5 separate regions of the Mus musculus genome follow, and regions 2, 3, 4 and 5 are each linked to region 1. Evidence: chromatin contacts called from public Hi-C and promoter capture Hi-C data. All regions are on one chromosome and are shown on one strand. The core of a region is the stretch at or near the end of the contact, and the rest is flanking DNA. Distances in the headings are between cores, read along the strand shown.

What was found. Promoter capture Hi-C pulls out the DNA fragments that hold promoters and counts their contacts. Hi-C and Micro-C count contacts between places; a contact is called where the count stands out from the background. Capture Hi-C pulls out chosen DNA fragments and counts their contacts.
Region 2: a promoter capture Hi-C map of pre-B cells shows a contact between it and region 1, with 2.5 times the contacts expected there. The contact joins the promoter of Rab5if here to the promoter of Eif2s2 in region 1.
Region 3: a promoter capture Hi-C map of liver shows a contact between it and region 1, with 2.7 times the contacts expected there. The contact joins the promoter of Scand1 here to the promoter of Eif2s2 in region 1. A contact is called at or near these places in 3 of 39 promoter capture datasets (liver and pre-B cells) and 1 of 9 other capture datasets (liver).
Region 4: a Hi-C map of B cells shows a contact between it and region 1, with 5 read pairs. The contact joins the promoter of Phf20 here to the promoter of Eif2s2 in region 1. A contact is called at or near these places in 3 of 39 promoter capture datasets (cranial neural crest, pre-B cells and second pharyngeal arch cranial neural crest), 1 of 484 Hi-C or Micro-C datasets (B cells) and 1 of 115 datasets of contacts at active chromatin or transcription factors (embryonic stem cells).
Region 5: a contact with region 1 is called in a promoter capture Hi-C map of pancreatic islet. The contact joins the promoter of Ergic3 here to the promoter of Eif2s2 in region 1. A contact is called at or near these places in 2 of 39 promoter capture datasets (liver and second pharyngeal arch cranial neural crest) and 1 of 9 other capture datasets (pancreatic islet).

Annotation. Positions count from the first base shown.
Region 1 is chr2:154,891,524-154,894,220 of GRCm38.p6, forward strand. It overlaps Eif2s2 (eukaryotic translation initiation factor 2, subunit 2 (beta)), which reads right to left and starts at 1,383. Exons shown (of 9, transcript NM_026030.2): 1 at 1,167-1,383. The coding sequence starts at 1,181.
Region 2 is chr2:156,861,768-156,864,464 of GRCm38.p6, forward strand. It overlaps Rab5if (RAB5 interacting factor), which reads left to right and starts at 1,355. Exons shown (of 4, transcript NM_026124.3): 1 at 1,355-1,650. The coding sequence starts at 1,537. It overlaps 5430405H02Rik (RIKEN cDNA 5430405H02 gene), which reads right to left and starts at 1,178. Exons shown (of 3, transcript NR_027914.1): 1 at 832-1,178.
Region 3 is chr2:156,311,377-156,314,073 of GRCm38.p6, forward strand. Scand1 (SCAN domain-containing 1) reads right to left here and starts at 1,328. Exons shown (of 2, transcript NM_020255.3): 1 at 1,126-1,328; 2 at 470-1,026. The coding sequence starts at 972. The coding sequence ends at 544. It overlaps Cnbd2 (cyclic nucleotide binding domain containing 2), which reads left to right and starts at 1,097. Exons shown (of 13, transcript NM_027585.2): 1 at 1,097-1,423. The coding sequence starts at 1,157.
Region 4 is chr2:156,195,307-156,198,003 of GRCm38.p6, forward strand. Phf20 (PHD finger protein 20) reads left to right here and starts at 1,341. Exons shown (of 18, transcript NM_172674.2): 1 at 1,341-1,491.
Region 5 is chr2:156,006,727-156,009,423 of GRCm38.p6, forward strand. It overlaps Ergic3 (ERGIC and golgi 3), which reads left to right and starts at 1,302. Exons shown (of 13, transcript NM_025516.5): 1 at 1,302-1,502; 2 at 1,639-1,709; 3 at 1,838-1,925; 4 at 2,134-2,253. The coding sequence starts at 1,415. It also overlaps a transcript of 6430550D23Rik not described here.

The DNA.
Region 1 (2,697 bases), core at 133-2,632:
GCTCATCTCTAAAATGGACTTACAGGAATTTATTTTACTGAACCCTGGAAACCAACTTAAACTAGAACTAGTTCCCATGAAACAAATCTCTAATTCCTTAATGTAGTTACCTAAGTCCTCCATAAACTAACCAGCATCTACTTCAACCAAACTAGTGAATACTTCACTTTCTATGCACTTTCTCCCTTCTTGACCATAAACGCCTTGTGATCAGTTTTCTCATTGGTTGAGAAAATTCTGATCATTTCTAGAGCCCATTCAAAAGCCAACTCTGCACAGAACCTTCAACTATTCCTCTTACCCCTCCCCTAGGCCTGTAAGTCAAGTAAGTCACAAATTCTTCGTAAAGTACTTCCTTGGGGCTAGGATTAGGCTTCTAGGCCCAATGCTAAGCAATATCTAAGCCAAGACCACTCTTTTTTCTTTAAAGTCATTTAATGGTATGTGAACTAGGATAAATCTGGAAAAGGCAAAACCCAAAAAGATTTAAAAGAAAAAAAAAAGACACAATAAAACGGGGGACGGGGCTTGAAAAATTCTGAGATCCAAACCCAGTCAGTTTCACAGCCGGACCTTCCTGCTCACCTCGCCTGTAAAGGAAACTTTGGGACTCGGGCCCGAAAACTTTTCTCGAAAGGTGGTCACTTCCTGAGACTTAAAATATCTTCTCCTCTGGCTCTTTGGGTTCCTGTCTTAAGAAATAAGGCCTCGAGCGGGAAACGGGAGCGAGATATCCGCCCGGAAAAGGCAGCCTACAAAGTTTTAACCTCGGTGCTCCACCGGAACCGAGAGGGGCCTCGCAGGGCACCCTGACCCCTCAGCCGTGAGAGCCGAGGCGGCTATGTGTGTGAGGAAAGGAATGCCGGGGCGGCCGGGCAAACTAACTCGGCATTCAACCCCTTTCCGAGAGGACGGCTCAACACGCTCTCCATTCCGAAACGCCGATCACCGTGGGAGACAGGCCTCGCCGCCGCCCTGAGGAGAGCCGAGGGAGACCAAGTCTGAGGATCCAGAGTCCTCGCCGGCTCCACAGCTCCGGGACGCCTAGGCCGGGCTGCTCCACATGGCGGCCGGCTACAGCTAGGCCGCAGGCCCGGCTTCTCACACAGGTGTGGGTTCGGCTTCCTGCCTCAGTCCTTAGCCCTAACTCCAGCTCAGCCTCTCACCTCGTCCCCGGACATGGCTGTAGTTCGAGCGGGTTCGGCAGGGATGAAAAGTCAAACCGGTCGGCTTCACGGCCCGGAGTCAGCGTAGCTCCCACCGATACTTCTCACAGCACCGCACTAGGCTCTTGCATCAGCGAAAGGGAGCGACACCCCGCCCTCCTCTCAAACGTTGGAAGTGCGCCTGCGCAGAGCTCGCCAAAGCGCAGGCGTACAGTAAAGCCAACCTTACGTGCTTCTCGTGGCGCGAGTTATTCGGCGACTCCCCGGCGCCGGGCATACTGGGACTTGTAGTTTGGCTAGAAAAGACCGGCGCTTGTGCGCTTCGGGAGTTTCGAGGGCGTGCACGACTGTTTTAAACATGTCAGGATGTTCGGGTTCTTGTGCTGCTGGTTACCTAAGAGGTTCGAAAAGTGCTGTGTTGCTTGTAAAGTGAATTTGGGGCCATTTTTCAGGTTTAACTTAGTGGAAACCCTAATATGAACCCGTGGAGCTGAGTTCACGCTTTCCCCTAGAATCGGTCTAGTATTCGAGGAATGCACCTCAGTAGAAGCGTTTCACTTCGTGAGAAGTTTAACCTTCTAGCTTTTTACTTCAGAAGATTCTTCCCTGGTTTTCCATAGTTAGACCGAGGAACGAAGCCGTCCTCTGAGGAGAAACAGCCCAGCAAGCTACAGTCTGTCAGGAAGCTTCGAAATAGTCTTAACTAGCTCAATAAAGGGGCTATGTTGAGAAATGTGTAGAGTAGGTAATTAACTTGTTGACGAACTTCATACCATATAAGTAAAGACACTACAACGTCCTAGGCGATATAATCATCTGGGACTATTAATTATGTGTCCTTTTTTGACTAAAGCTTCCTTATATGGTACATGACTCCTTGTTTATGGAGTCTTTGCTAGACAATTCTGGATGTATCATCTATTTTCCCTGGGGAGATACAGCTGCCATTTAGGAAGGCCTCGGAGTATGCGCTTGTAGTTAAAAAACAAAACAACAAAAAAACACCTGTGTTTGTAACCACAGGGAACTGCAAAGCCCCACTGTTTGAAAGAATGCTCAGCTGGGGCGTCAGGTGATCCACTCAGGTGACTGAAGGGACTGCTCAAGTAAGTAGATGCTATCAGGAGATGAGAGTAATTATCAAGTTTTTAATGCTTCTTGCATAAAAAGAATCAAGTGAGGATTAATCTATGATTAGTGAAAAAAAGCCCTCACGTTAGAAGAGATGGGGAAAGTACTTAGTGATTTTTGTAGTTGGCAAAATGTTCTTCTTGATTGATTTTTGTATTCATACCTGATTACTGAGTTTGTCTTTGTTTTGGTCTACTGGAATTACAAAATGGTCTGTCTGAGCTGGGTGTGGTAGCACTTACCATCCTAGCTCTTGAGAAGTAGAGGCATGAATATCAGAATTTCATAACCAGCCTGGACTACATAAGATTTTATCTTTTTAAATTAATCAATTAATTGATTAATATACTTTACATCTTGACCACAGTTTCTTCTCCTCCCAGCCCCTACCCCCCATTCA
Region 2 (2,697 bases), core at 105-2,604, 2.0 Mb after region 1:
AAGAACTCGGATTTAGAGTAAAATAAACCCAACTACTAACTCAATGATTCCAGGCAAATTACTTTGCCTTTATAAACTCACTGCATAAAAGTGATGTTCCGGGCTGGAGAGATGGCTCATAGATTAAGAACACTAGCTGCTCCTCCAGAGGTTCTAAGTTCAATTCCCAGCAACCACATGGTAGCTCATAACCATCTATAATGTGATCTGGTAACCTCTCTTCTGGCCTGCAGGCAAACATGCAGCCAGAACGATGTATACATAATAAACAATTCTTGGGGGGTTTTTCTTTTCTTTTGTTTTTTAGTGATATCCCTTAGCATAGCACATCCTGTGTGGCACCATCTGGAGGATGGGACTGATTTTGCTCATTTGTCTGTTTGAGGCAGCATCTCTCACTCTGTATGCTAGACCAGCTTCGCTGTGTAACCCAGGTCAGACGGGGCACGGGATCTTGGAATGTAGCCAGGCCAGCCTAACATTCCTCCCCGGGTTTGGACTGCAGACGAGTCACAGTGTACACCACAACGTGTCTTTGTACAAGTTCGCAGGGGGTGCTGCTCCTTCTGTCCTTTCAAAACACATCCTGGGAAGTGCTAACAACACACAGTGAGGACGGGGTAGCTAGCCCGACACCTACTACTTTTCTATTCCCCCTAGTGGGGTTCTCCCCTGGTTTCAACTTGCCTCATCCTTAGGAAAGAATTTCTCTCTTGGGATCTCAGCTTCACATTCGGATCTCAGAAGAGAACGCTGAGCAAGAGGAGACGTTAGGGTTCACAGAATTGTTTTTTTTCCCGTTGAGACAGGTTGTCGTGACCGGGGACTTACCATCCTCCAGCAGGTAGACAGGCTTGCACCATCGCCAGGCGAGGGAACTTTGGTTTGGTTTTTGTTTTTGTTTTGTTTTCCATAGTCATGAACAAAGTCGTGAATAACGTGTAGGTTTAGGAGAGAACGCACAGAAGGTAACTCCAGTGGGGCAGCCCAGGGCTTCCGGGGACCAAGGACCCGGCTCGGGAGGCGGAGCAGGATGCAAGGCCACTTCTTCTTTGTGTCGCTCCGGGGGACGAGCCGCGGCTCAGCCGGCAAGGAAACGTACAATCTCGGCTTTCCTCGGAGGGGCTGTGCCTCAGTCTTCACAGCGCCTCCTCGCGCACAGATCGCCTCCGGGCCGCACTTGTCCCTTCTCGCTCACCGTCCCCTGGCGTCCGCCGGAAGCTTCTGTCACTTCCGCCCACCGGAGGGGACGCTCGCGTCGAGGCGTCGCCGAGCTTCGGAGCCGACCGCCGCGTGGCCGCCGATTGGCTGCGTGCGCACGTCATCAGGGCCCCGCCCCTCCCTCGGCGGCGCCTGCTCCGTGGAGCTTAGCGAGCCGGCCGCTGGGCAGAGCGAGCAGAGCCTCGGCGGGCCACTGTCCCTCGCTGCCCGGACTACCGCTGCCGCCCCGCGCGCCGAGTCCCGCGGTCCCAGACCCCGACTCCCTTCGGCTTGGCCCGCGCGCCCCACGCCCGGCTCGGGCGGCGCGACGGGAGGATGAGCGGCGGGCGGCGGAAGGAGGAGCCGCCTCAGCCGCAGCTGGCCAACGGGGCCCTCAAGGTGTCCGTGTGGAGCAAGGTGCTGCGGAGCGACGCGGCCTGGGACGACAAGGTGCAGAAGGCCCGGCGAGGGAGGACGGGCCCGGGTCTCCCTCGCCCCGGCCAATCGGCCGGGCGCGGCCATGGGAGCAGGGAGCGGGGTGCCAAGGGGGCCGGCGCGTAGTGGAGCGAGCGGAGCCCCTGCTATCCCCCGCCGTTTGCTCCGCAGGATCCGGAGTAGTTAGCGCTTCTGAAGACTGCGCACGTGCCGGGTGCGGAATCCCTGAAGTGCGTTTACTTTGCACATTGCGAGGGGTGGCTCTGTCCTTGCTCGCTTAGATGAGAAAGAAGACATGCCCTGTGAGCTTTAAGATTCGAGAGCCGGTTCTAAGACCACCTTAAGAGGGTGTGAGTTAGTAAGAAAGTCGCTAGACATGGGTTAGAAGAGGTTGGGGACTTAAAGATGCACTCGCTGGTCATCTCCAGAGGATCTGAGCCTGGACGCCTCCTATCATTGCTCCATTCTGTGATCTTCAAGCCTGTCACCATTCAGCCCGATTCTAGATGGTTTGAAAAGAATGCTATATTTGGACTCCTTCCGTTGTTTGGACTGTTGAAATTGGGCTTCCCTCCCTTCAGTTCCGCCATGGAGGGGGGGAGTACTTCCTGAAGGTGCCCTTGGCCTGCCCCCAGCCCTGCCCAGCTCTTGCAAAACCTGTCGTCTTTGTGAACTGCTGTGTCATATTTTTTATCTTCCCCGGTCCAAGGACTGGTGTCTGGAGTCCAGGGCAGTTCACAAACCTGAGTGCTCTTTGTTGGGTGAAACTTAGATGAGCTGGCACAGGCCTAAGCACACACTTCTCCACCACCACACTTTCCTAACTCTGGCTTTCTCAAAAGTCGCTGTACAGGAAGGGTGGGAACTGAAGTTAATAGTTTTTCTTCCTGGAGACTCTCTAGAACTTAGCTGGCCAGCCAAGGGTTATCTGTGGCCAGGAGCACAGTGCCCATTGTCACTTCAAAACAAACTTCTATTTACGCAGCTTCTTTTAAAGAAGTAACGACTTCTCTAAAATATGGTAGAGAACAGGCTCTGGAATTAGTCACTTAATAGTCTAAA
Region 3 (2,697 bases), core at 78-2,577, 1.4 Mb after region 1:
ACACTATGTAAAAACCAGGCTGGCCTCAGAGACCCTCCTGCCTCTGCTTCCTGAGTGCTGAGGTTTAAAGTATGAGTCACAACAACCAACTAAATAAAGCATTTAATAGGGCCAGTTATTTTACTGCTCAGCTTCGAAACCGCTGTGTACTGCCATCTGCTGAAGCTCGGATACTAGATAGTGTGAGGCAGAGGGGAGAATAGAAGGCTAGAAAACTGAAACCTCATTAACATGGCCTTTTGCAAAACAAAACTCATGCAGGTTTAGAAAAACTGAATGTGGTCTAGATCTAGGTAGATTTCCTGCCTAAGGGCACAGCTTCGCGCAAATGCAGTGGTCCAGGAATAGCTAATCAAAAGCCTTAATCTTACAGGTTCCCAGAATCCTCTAGCTATCAGCTGGAAAGGTGGGCAACAAGTTCGTAAAATAAACCCAATAAATAAAGAACGAACGCAAGACACAGCAGACATGGGAGCTGTCAAAATTCAACTTTTATTAACTCAGGGGTAGGGTGTCAGTCCAGGGAGCCCCAGGCTCCGCCGCTCAGCCGGTGATGCGCACGTCCGCGCGGCGCCGCAGCCGCCGAGCCCGGGCCGCCTCCGGTAGAATGGCCTGCAGCTGCTCCTGCACCAGCATCTCCACGATCTGCTCCTTGGTGCGGATGTCCGGCCGCAGCCACTGGCGGGACAGCTCCCGCAGCTGCCGGAAGGCTTCCCGGGGCCCGGCCGCGTCCTGGTAGCGAAACTGCCGGAAGCGCTGGCGAAAGGTCTCGGGGCCGGGCCGAGAGGCTCCGGGCCGCAGGGCGGCGTCAGCGTAGGGCGCCGTGTTCAAAGCTGCGGGCGCGCCGGGGAGCTCCGGGGCCGGGGAGCTCCCGGAATCGGGCGACGGGGCCGCACAGTCGCCGGCTCCTTCCTGCTGCTCGGGAGGCGCCGCGGGGCTTTGGGGGTCCTGGCTGGGCTGCGGCGCCGCCATGACTACGGCTGTTGGCGTCCCCCTTTGTTTCGCAGTCCGGCGCCTCGCCTGCGTCTGCACCGGAAGGAGGTAACAGAGGGCCGCTGAAGGGCAGGGCCCGGGCACCCCAGCGGGACGCGGACTCAGGACAGGCTGCGGGCAAGCCCAGCTTACCTCGACCCGCGAAGCTCCTCGGTGGCCGGAAATGAACCGATCCGCGAATCCGGAAGCCGCCTCCTCTACCAGTCACGTGAAGTTTGATCTGGGGAAGTCCGTAGACATCAGCTCTACTGACACTAAGGATGGCGGCACTGCAAGGTCCCCATTGGAGCCGGCGGACAAGTCGGACACGACAGAGTCGAAATCTGAGTCGGGATCGGATTCCAGATCAGAGGAAGACAAGGAGAGTCCGGCCTCGATTAAGGAGATAAAGGCGGAGACACCCCAACCGAAGGACCGCCCTGGCGTGCAGGTGACCTGCGCCTCCTAGGGTAGATGCTGGTCCCTACTTGACCAGGCAGGATCTGGGGGTAGCGCTGACAGTCCTGGGTAAAGGAGGGTGATGGTTGGCTAGGGGATTGTCGGAGCTTGGGCGGATGCCCTGGGTGGGACAGCGGGACAGGGGCTCCAATTACTTTTAAAAAGATCTCTCAAGCCCGTAATCCTAGAGCTAAAGGACACCTCCTGAGCTATAAATTGAGCTGAGAATCTCATTAAACACACACACACACACACACACACACACACACACACACACACACACACACACATATACTGTCGCCTGCATAGGTGCAATTGATTTCACTTTATTTTGAGAAGGACAAAGTATTTGGGCAAGAGTCTTCAGACTTTCCTGCCCCCAAACAAGTGCTCAGGGCTTCTTTGTCATTGTTTTTGCTTGTCCTCGAAAACCAAGAGAAAGAGATTCAGTGGGTACTACTTTAACTTTAAGATTAATAAGTGGGGGGCTGGAGAGATGGCTCAGTAGTTAAGAGCACTGACTCCTCTTCCAGAGGTCCTGAGTTCAATTCCCAGCAACCACATGGTGGCTTACATCTACAATGGGCTCTGATGCCCTCTTCTGGTGTGTCTGAAAAGAACAGCGGTGAATACATAAAATAAGTAAATACATCTTTGAAAAAAGTTTAATAAGTAAACTGTAATTAACGATGTCCCAGATGGTGGCCATTAGCTTCTTGTATTTACTGAATCTTTGAAAGGTAAATACCCCGAAATTGAGATGTATTAAAATGTAGAATTACGCATGTGTCTGTAGGAAAAGAAAAATATTTTGTATTTATTACATATTTGAGTATGTTATGTAATTTTGTATATATGGGGGTCAAATAAACTATATTATTAAATTTTACCTGTGTCTTTTTACTTTTAAAATACAACTACTTTGAAATTTTTAAATTACACATACAGTTTATAGTATATCTTTGTTGACTAGCTGCTGTCTAGAGTGTCGGAATCAGGTGTCAGGAAACATCTTTTCTTTGCTTTAACACCCCCAGCAATAAATAGTGCCTGCCTCACAGTTGTCAGGTGGAGTAAATCAAGCTCTGGAAAAGACAGAGCTTTCAGAGCTAGGGAGATGGAGCGGTTGGTAAGGATGCTTGGGATGATGGGATGAGATGAGCGTGGTACCCAAGCATTGTGAGTCCACAGCTCTGGGCAGCCCACGAAGTTCTAGGCTTCTATCCTCCTCCGGACAACTAAGTCTTCCAGAATGACCGGGTTCAT
Region 4 (2,697 bases), core at 91-2,590, 1.3 Mb after region 1:
TTTTTGGTTTTAAGGCATTTATTGTAGAAAGGCAGAGAGAGGAAGAGAGTAGGGAAGGCTGAGAGTAAGAGCAAGAGAATAAGAGGTAAGAGAGTGTTCTCTTTGAGAGAGGCTTTCTCTTCATAACCCTAGCTGTCCTAGAATTTTCTATGTATGGGATTAAAGGAGCCACCACACCTGGGCTCTACTAATAAAATTTTTATTTTATCTTATTTTTATTTTTTATTTTTGGTTTCTTTGTATACTCCTGGCTGTCCTGGAACTCACTCTGTAGACCAGGCTGGCCTCCCAAGTACTGGGATTAAAGGTGTACGCTGCCACCACCGCCCGGCTTTTTTTTTTGGGGGGGGGGGGCAAATGTTTTGCTTGGAGAGCTATGCTTTTGTGTGAAGAATGACTTTTTTTTTTTTTTGAGACAGGGTTTCTCTGTATAGCTCTGGCTGTGGTGGAACTCACTCTGTAGAACAGGCTGGCACTACACGAAAACAGTGAACAATGACTTTAATCTCAGTATGTCAGGGGCAGAAATGTGGATCACTGTGAGTTCAAGACAAACCTGTCTATACACTGATTTCCAGTCTAGCCAAGGCTACACATATTGAAACTGTTTCAGAAACAAACAAACAAACAAACAAAAACAGCATCAAGTGTGGTTAGATGAGCAAAGGCTTAGATTGACAAGTAGTGTAGGGACATGATGCGATTAGACATAATTTAAGAAGTGCAAGTTTGGTTGCTCCCAGTGTCAAATCAAAGCATGATCGCCTCAGTAAATAGCAATTTTACCACTTCTCGTTAGCACTTGCTAAGTCCCACTGGAGAAACCTCTTTTTTGTTGTGGCGGCATCTTGGACCTTGCTCCCTAGAGACAAAATTCGGCTTTTTCTTTTCAGTTCCCGTTGGAATCCTTTTCTAAGGATGAGAGAGAGCAAAGGCAGAGGTGAGAAGGTTCAGATGAGGACTTGATAGGGGCAGAGCACAGAGGGCGGACTGGTGACAATCGATCTTGAAGATTTAGCTCTTCTTCTGGAGAAGGAACAAGTCGTTCTGATAAGCTCTTGCGTGTGAAGAGCGGATTGGAAGAGGGAAAGTAGTGAGCTGTAAAGACTACGATCTCCGTGGAGCGTGGTGACAGACGGGGTAGAGGGAGGTGGGCGACTTTCCACCATTTAGAAGGAGAACTAAGAGGGTACATAGGCAGCACCCAGGCCAATGCTTCTGGTGACCTCAGCCGTCACGGGTGAGTGCGGACTCGGCGTTCCCGCTTCAGGGAGGTGGGCGTGGCTTGCTCGCGCTGTCGTCCTGGCGACCGGGAGGGGCGGGGCCCGGGGCGGGGCTGTAGGGAGGCTGCGTCACTCGGCGGTGGAGATGGTGCGTGTGTGTGGGGGGCGGGGGATACGCTGGGCGCGTCCCCGGGGTCACGTGGTGCGCAGCGCGCACAGTCCTTCTGTCGGTTGGTCTGGAGCGGCGCAGCAGGAGCGGGGCCGTGAGGTGAGCTCGTGGCGAGGCGCGGCGACGCGAAGCCAGCTGGTTGGGGCCGTGTTGGGGGCAGGCCCCGTGCCGCGCGCGCGCTGTGCGGGCGGGACCGGGGACGGACGCCCCGGCCACTGCGGGACCCTGGCTCACTCCTGTTCCCCGACTGGCCCCCGGATCACCCAGCCCCGGAGGGAGGCCCGGGGACCGCTGCTGAGAGCGTGGCGGGCGTGCGAGCGTCGCCCAATCACTGCGGCTACCCGCGGGAATGACGGCCGCTCAGGCCAATCAGCGGGGCCCGAGGGGGCTGGGCCGCGAGGTGCGGGCCCGGGGCGCGGAACGGGGCAGTGGGGGTGGGGATGGGTGCTGAGGCTGCACCCCCTGCTTAGTCCGCGAGATAGGGGGAGGCCTAAGCTGCTGCCTCTGCCGCGGGGACGGGTTTTCGTGAAGTGCCTTTCTTATCCTGATCTGGGAAGCACACCCTTTCCTCACGACCCTGTATATGGGAGTGTCCCCTTTCTCTGTAGTTTGGAAAATCTGGGCGTCCCTCCACTCTTAAAATCTCTAATCTTGGGATTTTTCTCTCGATTTCTAACCGTCCCTGAAAACGGATTGAAATCATACTCTCTTTTCTTTGCTCCCCCATACTGAGGGAACACTCCTATATTCAAACCTAATTAACAGTTTTCCCTTTTCAATTTGGGGTCCAGTCCGTTAGTAGGTTCCTCAGAAATCAGGTCACTAACCAAAGTTATCTAATACTTTATTATTATTATTATATCCCACAACTCCAGGGAGGACGACCTCTGTCCAGGCCTCAGCTCTGGTATGTTTTCAGAAGTTAGTGAATGTGGGGGTCAGTTCTTTTTTTCTTAGTCCTTTAGTGTGGAATGCGCACCCCTTTCAGGCTCTTCTCCAAATCCTGATGCTTCTGGCACATAGTTTGCAGTTTCATCTGTAAGGGGCTTCACTAACGTGTCCTTAAGTATGTCTTGGGGCTGCACTCTTTGATGAGTTCTCCAAGCTACCTTGTTTCTCCGGGGGGGGGGGGGAGGGGATTTGTTTTCCTATCTGAGAGTATCTTTGCTTTCAGTGTCCCTTTAAGGTTTGAGATGCGCCTCTTTTAGCAGGAAACAGACCACCTTTGGGGCGCAGCAAGTACTTCTGGCACACTTTTCTCCTGAATCCTTTCATTCCTAAATGTGGTGCACCCCCCACCCACCC
Region 5 (2,697 bases), core at 52-2,551, 1.1 Mb after region 1:
TTTATTATCTGAAGCAAGAGTTCTACGTCAAGACCTTTAAGCTCAAGCATGGAGACTGAGCACAGCATGGTTGCTGGCTGCTCTTTCAGGGGACCCTGGTTCAGTTCCCAGCACACATTGGGTGACTCAGAACTGCCCATAAGTCCAGATTTCAGGGATCCAATGCCCCGTACTATCATCTGGTACACATAAACACATGTAGACACACATAAAAATAGTTAATAAATCTTCAAAACAGAAACCTCCCATGAGACGCTAAGAGGCTGAGGCAGGAGTCCAGGTGTTCCTGGTCAGCCAGAGCAGCAGAAAGACACTTTCTTAAAACAAAACTATTGAGCACTTTGTTTTAGTCTTTATAGCGGTATTAAGCTGTCTAGAGCTAATGGGTTACAACAGAAAGCAAATAAGGGTTTGTTTAATCTCCACTCCATAGCCTTGTCCTGGAGGGGTGGAATCAGCGAACGTCTTTATTTTATTTATTGACCCACACTGGGATTAGCACTTGGACGCTGTTTAAGAACCCAGGGTACTCTGAAGTCCAGAACTGGGTTCCACTATTGATCAGTTTAAGCTTGAAAAAAAAAGCAAAGTTAACACCCACTCTCTTTTAAAAATAACTTATAGATTATATTTACTTTTTTGTGAGTGTAGTCAAGGGCACGCCACGGCATTCATATGGAGGTCAGAGGACATTTTGCAAGAATCAGTTTTTTTCCACCATGTGGGTCCTGGGTATAGAACTCAGAATTGGCAGCAAATGCCTTCACCTTGCAAGCCAGTTAATACCCACTTCCCCCTGCAGAGATTCTCATGCCTTAACCGCATTGGAAACACCTTGGAGCCACTTTTGACTTTCTAATGAGGGAACCAATGATTTCCTTGGAACCGATTTCTTTCTTTCTTTTTTCTTTTGTAATTTTTCAAGCCAGGGTTTCTTTGCGTAACATCCCTGGCTGTCTTGGAACTCTCTTTGTAACCCAGGCTGAACTCGAACTCACAGACATCCGCTTGACTCTGTCTTCTGAGTGCTGGGATTAAAGAGTGCGCCCACCCCGGTTTGGAACCAATTCTAATTAACGCTGCGGTGGCTCTGGCGGGGTCAAGTTGGAAGCGCTGTCCTAAGAGATCCAAAGGTCCAAGGAGAGGCACTTACCACAGGTGCTGTCACTCCGCACCCAAGCACCGCCCTCTGTGCTCCCAGCCCGCCCCTCTCGGAGCACTGCCCAATCCGCGCGAGGAGGCGTGACAATGTCCACAAGCTAGACTGCCTTTGAGGAGGCAGGTGAGGGGGTGGAGCCCCACTTACGCACCGCTACGCCTGCGCAAGACAGCGAGGGGCGTGACCCCGGGTCCAGGCCGGAAGCGGGAGGCTGGAGGGGCGGGCCGGCTGGTGTCCCCTTTCCGGCCGGTCCCCATGGAGGCGCTGGGGAAGCTGAAGCAGTTCGATGCCTACCCTAAGACTCTGGAGGACTTCCGGGTCAAGACCTGCGGGGGTGCCACGGGTAGGTCTCGGCGCGGGCAGGGTTGCAAGGAGGGAGCTGTCCTCGCGTTCGGCCCGGGCTCCCGGACCCTCCGTGGCCTGCTAAGGGGCTGAGGGGTGGGATATAGGCCGTTCCAAATCTCGCTCTCGCCCTGCAGTGACCATCGTCAGTGGCCTTCTCATGCTCCTGCTTTTCCTATCGGAGTTGCAGTATTATCTCACTACGGAGGTGAGGGGCGTGGCCTAGAGCGTGGGCGGGGCCTGGCATTCTAAGGGCAGGACCCTTAAAGGTGGGAGAGGGGAGGAGAGGCGAGGAGAGGCATAGGGGCGAATCTGACTGAGGTAGACATGCTCTAGGTGCATCCTGAGCTCTACGTGGACAAGTCTCGGGGGGATAAACTGAAGATCAACATCGATGTTCTTTTCCCGCACATGCCTTGTGCCTGTGAGTACCCGATTGTGAGTGGGGAGTTGGACTCCTGGACGTAGGGTGGGCTTCCAGATTTACACCTCTGGCCTTAGATCCCAGAGTGAATGCCAGGCCATCCTCATTCCCCGAGTCCATTTCTTCCTCAAGATACATCTTTCCCATCAAAGCTCAGCTCTCCGGGTCCCTGGTGTCGTAGCGCCTTAGCTTGCCTCTCTGTTTCCAGACTTGAGCATCGATGCCATGGACGTGGCCGGGGAGCAGCAGCTGGATGTGGAACACAACCTGTTCAAGAAACGACTAGACAAGGATGGCGTCCCCGTGAGCTCAGAGGCTGAACGGCACGGTAACCAGGGGAGGGGGACAGGTCTCCGATCCTACAGCTGGACATGCCTGCCTTCCACACATGGGCCGTTGCAGGCTCAGTGACACCGTAGACAGAAGTCAGCTGGCTTGCTTAGGGTTCTACAACTATTAAAAATCAAGAGTCAGTTGAATCCATGCTTCTGGTATTGGAACATTGAGTAGAATACCTTAGGGGCTGGAGAGAGGGCCCAGTGGTTAAGAGCAAGACACTTTGCTCGGTTATCGTTTCTCAAGCTTGAACATGGGTCTTCCTTAGGTAAAGGAAGTTTGCTTGTCCACCTCATTGGCTAGAGTACTGTCCCCCGTTGCAGTGCGAGTATCCTAAGATTAAGAGCTTAAATTCTCGAGTAGAGTTGCCTGGGTTCGGATCTAGCATTGTCTTGCAGTTTGTGAGCATGATGCAGGGCTGGATGCAATACAGATG